Linked DNA regions of Zea mays: region 2 is linked to region 1. The links are chromatin contacts, called in public Hi-C maps. All regions are on one chromosome and are shown on one strand. Each heading gives the region's core, a stretch centred on a gene start, on an enhancer-like site or on the middle of the called end of the contact. The rest is flanking DNA. Distances are from core to core; before and after follow the strand shown. Region 1 has its middle 77 kb from the start of LOC100279215. Region 2 holds the start of LOC100279215.

Evidence for each region. A called contact is a pair of places that touch in the nucleus more often than the background predicts.
Region 2: a Hi-C map of leaf shows a contact between it and region 1, with 5 times the contacts expected there. The contact joins the promoter of LOC100279215 here to the enhancer-like site in region 1. A contact is called at or near these places in 4 of 25 Hi-C or Micro-C datasets (ear, endosperm, leaf and 1 more).

Annotation. Positions count from the first base shown.
Region 1 is chr3:39,406,988-39,411,440 of Zm-B73-REFERENCE-NAM-5.0, reverse strand. No RefSeq gene overlaps it. Among protein-coding and RNA genes, the nearest start is that of LOC100279215, 77 kb to the left of the region's middle. Within about 2 kb of position 2,375, at least 18 of the 20 cell types and tissues checked have an H3K27ac peak or open chromatin away from gene starts, as enhancers often do. A contact at or near this core is called in ear, endosperm, leaf and 1 more, where this site is marked.
Region 2 is chr3:39,485,063-39,490,043 of Zm-B73-REFERENCE-NAM-5.0, reverse strand. LOC100279215 reads right to left here and starts at 3,342. Exons shown (of 21, transcript NM_001360946.1): 1 at 3,098-3,342; 2 at 2,590-2,749; 3 at 2,362-2,477; 4 at 2,022-2,259; 5 at 1,082-1,157; 6 at 885-963; 7 at 695-780. The coding sequence starts at 3,313.

The sequences.
Region 1 (4,453 bases), core at 1,126-3,625:
TTGTGGTAGCACTGTTTTCCCGGGTGGTTCTCCATGTTCCAATTAACATAATGATCTTATCATGAACAATAATAACTCATTGACAATAAATAGCATGATCATGAATAATGTGAATCTTTAACACCTAAAAACACATAGAGCAATAGCATATACTACCCAAAAGTTCAGTGGTAAACAAGGTATAAAGGAGACAAAACTAGGGTGACCTATTGGGTCTCATCAAAATTCACCTAAGCAGATCATCATGATTAATAAGAACATTATTGGGTAAAGAAGAGTGATCAAGGGCACAACTTGCCTTTGACATGAGAATCCCGGTACTTCACTAAGTTGGTCTTCGGATTTTTCGTGACCCCGCTGCTACTCGTAGCAATACATACAAATAGACAAGGAGCACATAAAAATAACAGTACACCAAACATGAGAACATTAGCGTAAGAATATTCTATGTCTCGCTACGATATCGTAGGTTCAAGAACCTTTAAAATTGGAGCTACGGTTGAAAATATATGGTTCTCTAAAGTTTTAGTTGATTAACTATGAAAACGATGTCTCTCTGTTGCTTATACAAATCATGTGAAAAAATATAACTAAGTTTATTCCAATTTTGATCTAGACCAAATCATATTTTAGTCAAATTATAGATAATCCAAATTAAAATACTATATCAACTTAGATTAAACAAGTTAATTAATAAGCATAGGTTAAACGAATTGGTTATTTATTTTTTGAGAATATATTGCATGATAAAATAATGTTACAGCGTAGACAATATTATTACGAAGCTAATGCAATTGGAACGGACTAAATCAGAGTCAAAACAAAGGAGTTATGAATTTCTAAAGTTTATTGGATTATTCTTATATTAGAAATAATTTTCAAATTTTATTTTACATAAGTGAAGCTCGAGTTCTATATTTTATATAAGTCGAAGGGCAATTTTGCAAATTATAGGGACCTGGTTTAAATGCTTCACAGTCATACGTGGATTATTCTTGACCATAGGATCTTCGATCGATGGCCGTAAATTTATTTAACACGATCTAATCTACCCCGTTGAACTCCGGATCAACGCCCCAGATCTCAACTCTGAAGCGGTAACCAGAGATCTAATCTCCACCGTCCGACCGGGATCCAACGGCCCACCGATCTCCTTCCTCTCTCAGCAGCTGGCCACGACGGCACCAGTATTTCCCCATAGCCAGGATTCGGCCTGAGTTACGCAGTTATCAAACTTCTAGTCGTAACCGTGCTACATGAAATGGAGACAAGGGCGAGACTAGTTGAAGGATCTTCACCAAGGTTTGCCCGCACAGGAGCACTGCCCACGGTGGACAGCAGCCTCTGGCGGCTATAGATGACGTCCGACGAGCAATTCCCCATCACCCAACATCCACTAGTACACAGAAGCTCTATAGTGGCGGTTCTAAACATATTTACACTGGCGTTTTTCAGTACCGCCAGTGCTAGGGGTCAGTGGAAATCAGCATTTCCACTGGCGGTTATTTTGGAACCGCCAGTGAAAAGTGCATTTTTACTGGCGGTTTTCTTAAGGAACCGCCAGTGAAAAGTGCATTTCCACTGGCGGCTGAATAAAGAAAACCGCCAGTGAAAATAGGTTTCCACTGGCGGTTTGTGTAACACAACCGCCAGTGGAAACATCCTATTTCCACTGGCGGTTGTGTTAAGATAACCGCCAGTGAAAATAGGTTTCCACTGGCGGTTTTTAAAGCCGGGCCCACCTGTTTCTTTTACTGACGTTTGATAACGGAAACCGCCAGTGAAAAGTTGAACGTGCCGCAGGCTTTGAGCTTATTTGTACTAGTGATCCTCATATGCCAGGAACCGCCACCACCATGCACGATACACTCCGACGATGATCTCTGACCACCACATGCGGCCCAAACGACCACACAGGCGAGATTCAATGGTGGCGGACCCATTCTTTGCCTTCGATCTCTCTCTGCTTCCACTCAGCTTGACAACTCATGGATTACTACGACATGGAGGAGTGGAGAGGTGAACGTGGGTCCTAATTTATACCGGTGGGCTAGACCGGAAGGGTAGGGATGCGATCATGCAAACAGTGGGTGATCTCCGGTGATCTCAGATGGGTTCATTGCAACAGACGCGCGCAGCGCGGAGGGGGAGAGGATCTGCTTGCCTCAGCGGAGGACGAGTGCGCACTGCCACTGGCCAGTTTGGCCTGCGGGTAAGCGTCAAAGCGGGGCACACAGCGGCCCACAAGCAGTGACTTGGGCCCGCGTGCGTGGAGTTCGGGAGTAGGAGGGAACTTGCCACTAGGCCCAGATGGCAGCGAGTAAACTAGGAGCGCGTGTGGTGAGCGATCTGGCGAGTGGGACCCATCAGTCATCCAATGTGCACGACAATAAATACGGTGTGGGGCTGACGCATGGGACCCACTTGTCGGCACCATCAGTAGCAGCTGGGCCGGTAGTGAAGAGGAGAAGTGGGCTGCTAGGAGAAAACAGCCCAAACGAGCATTTTCCTTCCCCCGGCCCTTTTTCTTTTGAATTCTATTTTAATTCCTTTATTCAAATTTGGATTCAAAACCAGTTTTGGTTTCTTCCATTCATATTTTAAATGCACAAGCAATAAAACTTCCAGCATGTATGCAAAAGTCTAGTTTTAATTGTTTTTATTTATTTAGATAGATAGTTCAAATATACAACCTACCCACATTATTCTCTTTTGAACCAATACTACTTTGAATGTGTAATCCATTTAGAAGTTCATCAATATTCATTACATATTTATAAGTGAAAATACTTTCTAAGGTATAACCTCAATTAAGGTATACTTTTACCCAAGTATTCTGGAAAATATTTCTAAATATACTATTTAAGAGAATGATCTAACTCATATAAATTCTTTTCATGTTACTCTTTTATTATGAACACATGAATTTTAAGCATTGGAAGCATTTTGCCTAAGTTACACAACTATAATTTTGGGGTGTTACAATTTCTACACTTGTTGTGGTGCTTGATAACCATCACAATCATTTGACTAACTAGTTTGCTAAAGTGTATATTCACAGGTTCATAAGATCTACCAATATGCTTCTAAGTCAGAAAACAACTAAAATCCAGCTTATTAGGGGTAAAACTTGTAAAAGACGAACTAGACATAGTTCAACACTTTGGATATGTTCTAAATACCCCTAGGAACACTACATGAATTCACTTAATTCCCGTCGGCTAAGAACCGACGGGAATAAGCTCTAAACCGACGGGGATTACTAATTCCCGTCGGTATATGGTTAATTCCCGTCGGCCCTAAGCTGACAGGTATCAGATGTCAGCGATACCCTTATTCCCGTCGGGCGCTGACGGAAATAAGTAATCCCCATCGACCACTTGCAAGCCGACGGATATTATGGTTAATTCACGTCGGCCACCACGGACCGACGAGAATTAATTGTTAATCCTCGTCGGTCCACCGTGGCCGACGGGAGTTACTGGGCCGACGGGCATTAAATGTTAATTCCCACTAGTTTAACCATAGCCGACGGGAATTAACCTATACTGTTGCAAAACCAGCACCAAATGAGGTCATTATTTCTCCACAATTGCACACATAACATATATATCATCACACAGAATAGACACATACATTGATAATTGAAAGTCGCCTAGAGGGGGGGGGTGAATAGGGCGAATCTAAAATTTACAAACTTAAGCACAACTACAAGCCGGGTTAGCGTTAGAAATATAAACGAGTCCGAGAAAGAGGGCGCAAAACAAATCGTGACCAAATAAAGAGTGAGACACGATGATTTGTTTTACCGAAGTTCGGTTCTTGCAAAACCTACTCCCCGTTGAGGTGGTCACAAAGACCGGGTCTCTTTCAACCCTTTCCCTCTCTCAAACGGTCACCTAGACCGAGTGAGCTTCTCTTCTCAATCAAACGGGACAACAAGTCCCCGCAAGGACCACCACACAATTGGTGTCTCTTGCCTCGGTTACAATTAAGTTTGTCACAAGAAGAATGAGAAAGAAAAGAAGCGATCCAAGCGCAAGAGCTCAAATGAACACAACAAATCTCTCTCTCTAATCACTAAAGCTTTTGTGTGGAGATGGGAGAGGATTTGATCTCTTTGGTGTGTCTTGTATTGAATGCTATAGCTCTTGTAAGGTGTAGAAGTGTAGAAACTTGGATGCCATTGAATGTGGGGTGGTTGGGGTATTTATAGCCCCAACCACCAAAAATGGCCGTTGGAAGTGTGCTGTCGCATGGCGCACCAGACAGTCCGGTGCGCCACCGGACACAGTCCGGTGCGCCAGCCACGTCAGCAGGCCGTTGGGGTTCGACCGTTGGAGCTCTGACTTGTGGGGCCTCTGGGCTGTCCGGTGGTGCATCGGATAGGTCCTGTAGACTGTCCGGTGCGCCTCCAGCGCGTGCTCTGACCTCTGCGCGCACTGTAGCGCAT
Region 2 (4,981 bases), core at 2,093-4,592, 78 kb before region 1:
GAAGTCTTAACTGAAGTCTGAAACTATGAACTGAAGTCTGAACCGAACAGCAGTATGAACTGAAGTCTGAACCCTGAGTAATTAATGCAACTGAACGCTAACCAGACAACTAATCGCTACATATCGCCGACTAGTCGGACAATATGGACGATCAGATCTCCTGATCGAATCGACCCCCTTATCGAGCATTGATTACCGATCAGCCCGACTAATCGCGGTTAGTCGGACGATCTGAAAACAATGCATATGACAAACGCTTCTTAACTTGGAAGAGAAAAATACTCCAGGATTTAGCTAGCAAGGCCACCAAAACGGTTAATATTTTTGAGAAAAAATTAACTAGGAAATAAAAGAGTTACAGTAGTTAATGAATAGTCCTGTGGTGGTTTCACCTGACACCTGTGCCTTCATGATCTAGCAGACTAGCACGAGTGCAGGCTGAATATCAGGACCTTGTAACTTCTATTATCACAATTTAAGCCATCTTGCTAATACAAAAAGTAACAGAGATTGAGGTAAATAGAAAAGGCAGCATTCTTAATATGCAAACAGAAAGGCCATGTAGTACATTAAAACACTAGATATTAGCATTCCTCAATTTGGTACCTATAACTGGCATACTTATACAAAACTACAGAAAAATGGTTAAAATATGAGGCATACTCCATCATACAGTAAGGGCAGTGCAGCTAACCTGTAATCAAAGTAGCGGTGAAGATTATCCAGTGAAGCAACATAGTCATCATGGTAAAGAGCATTCAAGTACTGCAAGAATTGAACCTGGCAAGCAGAACACAGATACAAAAATTCACATGATTAGGAAATGTTCATCCTTCCCCGAATTCTCCTAGAAAATTTAAGGTGTATTCTGTGCCATAACTTACACGATGAAGCTCCGGAGCTAATGTTTGAAGCTGTGTCATAGTGGCATTAAATAAATTCAAAGGCACTGATCCAGGATCCCTGTAATAACAGAGTTGTCACTAAAGACTGCTTTATCTTTCATGTCCTTTTAAAGGAGTAGAACAAGTTTGTGGCAGTATTAGCTATTTATGACTATATGTAGGAACTGGATTCTCACTTCTCAAGAATATCAGCTTGTTGGTTAAGATATGCCTCTAATTGCCACCTTGATCTCAGACAGGTTGGGTTGTCATCTGCTTTAAAAGTATTAGCTAACATAGAAAAAAAAAGGAATGCAATTATAATTGTCAACCAAAAAAACTTTGATGCCCAGATAAAACCAAAATAACTCTACATAGTGATATTACATACAGTACAGAAAAGCTGATTTATAAGGCAGAAAATCATTAGCCTAATCTATTTGGTGTTTGAATCAGCCTCCTTGCAAAATAAAAGGTAAGGTTGCCCAAAATTTCCCTGCCGGAGTCCACAATATGTAGGAACTTTCAGAACTCAGTATGCCCTAATGTATTTAGTAATACATACCAATTAACTAGCATGAGTAAAAAAACAAAAGATCATAATTGTACAAAAATATATATATAAGCTGCAAATGCTCCACTTCTTCAGTAGTGCAATGGTATTTGAGAGAAACATGGCACTGGCAGTGAATGCTCTAGGCCAAACAATGGCAATGAATGCTGTAGGCCAAACAATTATATAGTTAATTAATTATGACATAAAAGTAAGATGAACACTGATGCAGCTAGATGCGAGCCAACCTTGCCCCATGCCAAAGTTGTAACAGATCAGGAGGTAATCTCGTCAAGCTTGGAATTAAAATAAAATACTTGAAACGGATACTGTTTCTTAGAATCGGAATAAATTCATGCAGTGAATAGCCCTTCCCAGGATCCCATATTACAGCCAAAAAAGGAAGAAACTAACTAGATGCCAGGAAAAAATTGAGATAGATAGTCCATCCAGGTTGTGACCATCACTTTTCTTTTCATTCTGGAGTTTGACCATTTTTTGTGTGTGCTTTAACATTTATTTTTTGGCATATTTAATACTTCCATCAAAATCAAAGCAGCAAACATGGCAGGGTTCAAGTATACCGTTGTCAAAGTCATAGGGTGACATTGATGCACGAGTTAAAGTTGAAGAACTCTCCCCCATATGATGCTCAGAGGCATAACCCTGATGAAATTTGTCAAATATACCAGCGTGCGAACCTATGTCTGCATCCATCAAGTTGCCCATTTCACTATTGAAGTCCTCATGTTCTGCCAGGTCATATGAAGCATCAGCAGAGTTACAGTACATGACAAGATCTGCCAACAGATGGCATACACCCTAGAAAATTTTTCAGTTAACAACATCAGCACTTTAAATAAGAAAAAAGGGACCAACACATGATGAAAAAACATCGTGAATGCCTTTTACTACTCTTAGCACCTCAAAGGTCATTGAGTTGAAGGCAAGTATGCAGCAACGAAGAAATACTCCAAGTTGGCTATTTGGATCCAAGAATACATCTTCTGCACTCGCACCCTCTGGTGCAGTGAACACACCTGGCCAAAAGAAATATCATTCCAGAGCAAGCTGTCAATTTGAACGCCTCTTTATGATGGAAACATAAATACGTCAAAACATCCATCCATCCCCACATCATGTGAATCTCACCTCGTAGCTTATCAAAGAAGTTGAACAAGTCATCAGGTGAGTTGAGTGCTGACAGGGCACTTGTCAGCTGCTCGCAGAACCAACCATTAGTCAAATCATCCACTGCCCTCAGCTGCTTCAAAAATTCTTCCAGTGGAGGCTCCAGAAAATCATCGCATGACTACAAAATTATTGAAGTAAGAGGACCTGTGTATCTACCACAATATCAACTGCAACATTGACTGACTGTGCAATCCGTGACGGCCATCTATACATAACCAGACATCACATCACTGTTTTGTTTATTTTGCTTGAACTTAAATGGTAGACGGTTGAGCATAAATGCAATTACTACGGGGGGAAAATCATAGGACCAATGCCTAAATCCTCGAGACCCTAATGCCCCAATCCAAAGCGCTCACTCCACATCACCAAATACAAGTACAGCACAGGGCAGAGCAATCATTACAAGCAGCAACATCTCGAAAATTCGAGCGGGGAGCAAGCGAGAAAGCGCGCGAGGACGTACCCGGGTGAGCGTAAACAGGAAGAGTCCGAGGCGGTTGTGGTGAGTGAGGGACTCGAAGGGGAAGGGCGGCACGACGTCGCCCCCGGCCTGCGCCGCCGGCGCAAAGACCTGCACGAGGTGGCACACCGCCATCTTGTGCGGCGTCAGCTCCAGGAGCGCCGTGCCTGTGCCGCCACCGTCCGCCGCCCCGCCGCCGACCCCCGCGAACAAGTTCATGGCTCCGCCCGCCACCGGCAGAGAGAAAGGAGGGTTTTATTTTATTTTATTTTATTTATTTCTCTTCCGCGTCTTGTCTCGGTTCGGAATGAAGTGAAGCGGACTGTGGCCTACCTAGTACCTACTGGCTTGGGGCGAGATTTGAAAAATGCACGCGTCAGGCTTCGCTAAAATGTTCACCGATTGCTATAAGACCCATATTGCTTCATAGGTTATGTTTTTAACATTATATAGACTAAAATACCTTTTATATATACACACAAATTGTGATCCAAAATAAAAATAAACCATATTCCTTCGTCAATAACTCAATATAATAATCATACCCATAAGAACCAATCAAGCACATAACGGAAGCACAATGCATACAAAGTCCCTTTAAAAGCCAAACAAAGTAGTTGAAATAATAGGCATATAACATAGAAAAGAAATTAAATGGAGATGTGTAGCTGCAGCATCATGCAGTGATCAATTTATGTGGTGACAAATCCATGATACAACAATTCTTTCTTTTATAATATTAAACCACATGTTTTCATGATTCAACGGTTTTCATCGTCATCGTTTTTGAAAGAAAAAATTCCTTAGACTTCCTTGTAATCAACCAGCCGTCGAAACCACACATACCTCCGTTTCCGCATCACGAGTGCTCACTTTCGTCCCATCTTCTTGAACGGTCCCAAACCCTAGGTAGGCCAAGCTCAATCGCCCCACCACAGCTACGACCAGGCGCCCGACGTGACGCGGAGCCTTTGCTAGGGGCTCTTCATGACGTCCTTCGCACTCCCACTGGATCGACAATCATGGAGTTCCCACACCACCACCATGGCCACCGCCACGACGAGGAGGAGGATGATCGTTGGGGCCTACCTCGCTTAGCCTATGACCAGCCGCCGCCACCCGATCCGTACGCCCAACCTTCGCCCGAGTCCACGTACCCCAAGGCCACAGGGAAGAAGGCTACGCGCAACGTCACGCACGAGGTCGGCGACGAGAGGCCTCACTATGGCAGTGGTGATCTTGATGGTGCCTATGGACGCGGTGAAATCGAGTAAGGCCACTGTTGGAACTTGCACGCGCTCCCCGTGCTCTTCGAAGCGCGGACCGCTCTTCAGGCCTTTGCACCCTCCAGTCCTTGACCCTTCGACATTGTGGTTTCTTGAGCAAGGGGGCATTGCGCCTTTGCCCCAACATCCACGAGGGTTGTCCACACCATGGCGGTAGCGGATCCCAGTACGACCACGAGACACGCCCGCACCACGGGGACAGGACGTCGTCGATATCAGAGGCGCACAACATGGTCGCCATCCTGCTATCACGTGAAGCTGAAGGATTCTACGACTTCTTCTCCTACGGACGCGGTGGCTTCGAGTACGGCCACAAGGGTTGTCCACACCACGGCGCGACGAATCCCAGTACGACCACGAGACACGCCCGCACCACGGGGGTAGGGCGCCGCTGATATCAGAGGCGCATGACATGGCCAACATCCCGCAGCCATGCGAAGCTGGGGGTTCTATGGCTTCTTCTCCTGCGCCCATCTCACCCCACCCGTCCATTGTGAGGATCTTTGCCACGCCGATGAAGCATTTTGTTTCGCATTTGGTGGTATGTGCTCTTTTTAAAGTTTAATATGACACAAGTTGTGTGCATCATTTCTGCAGTATC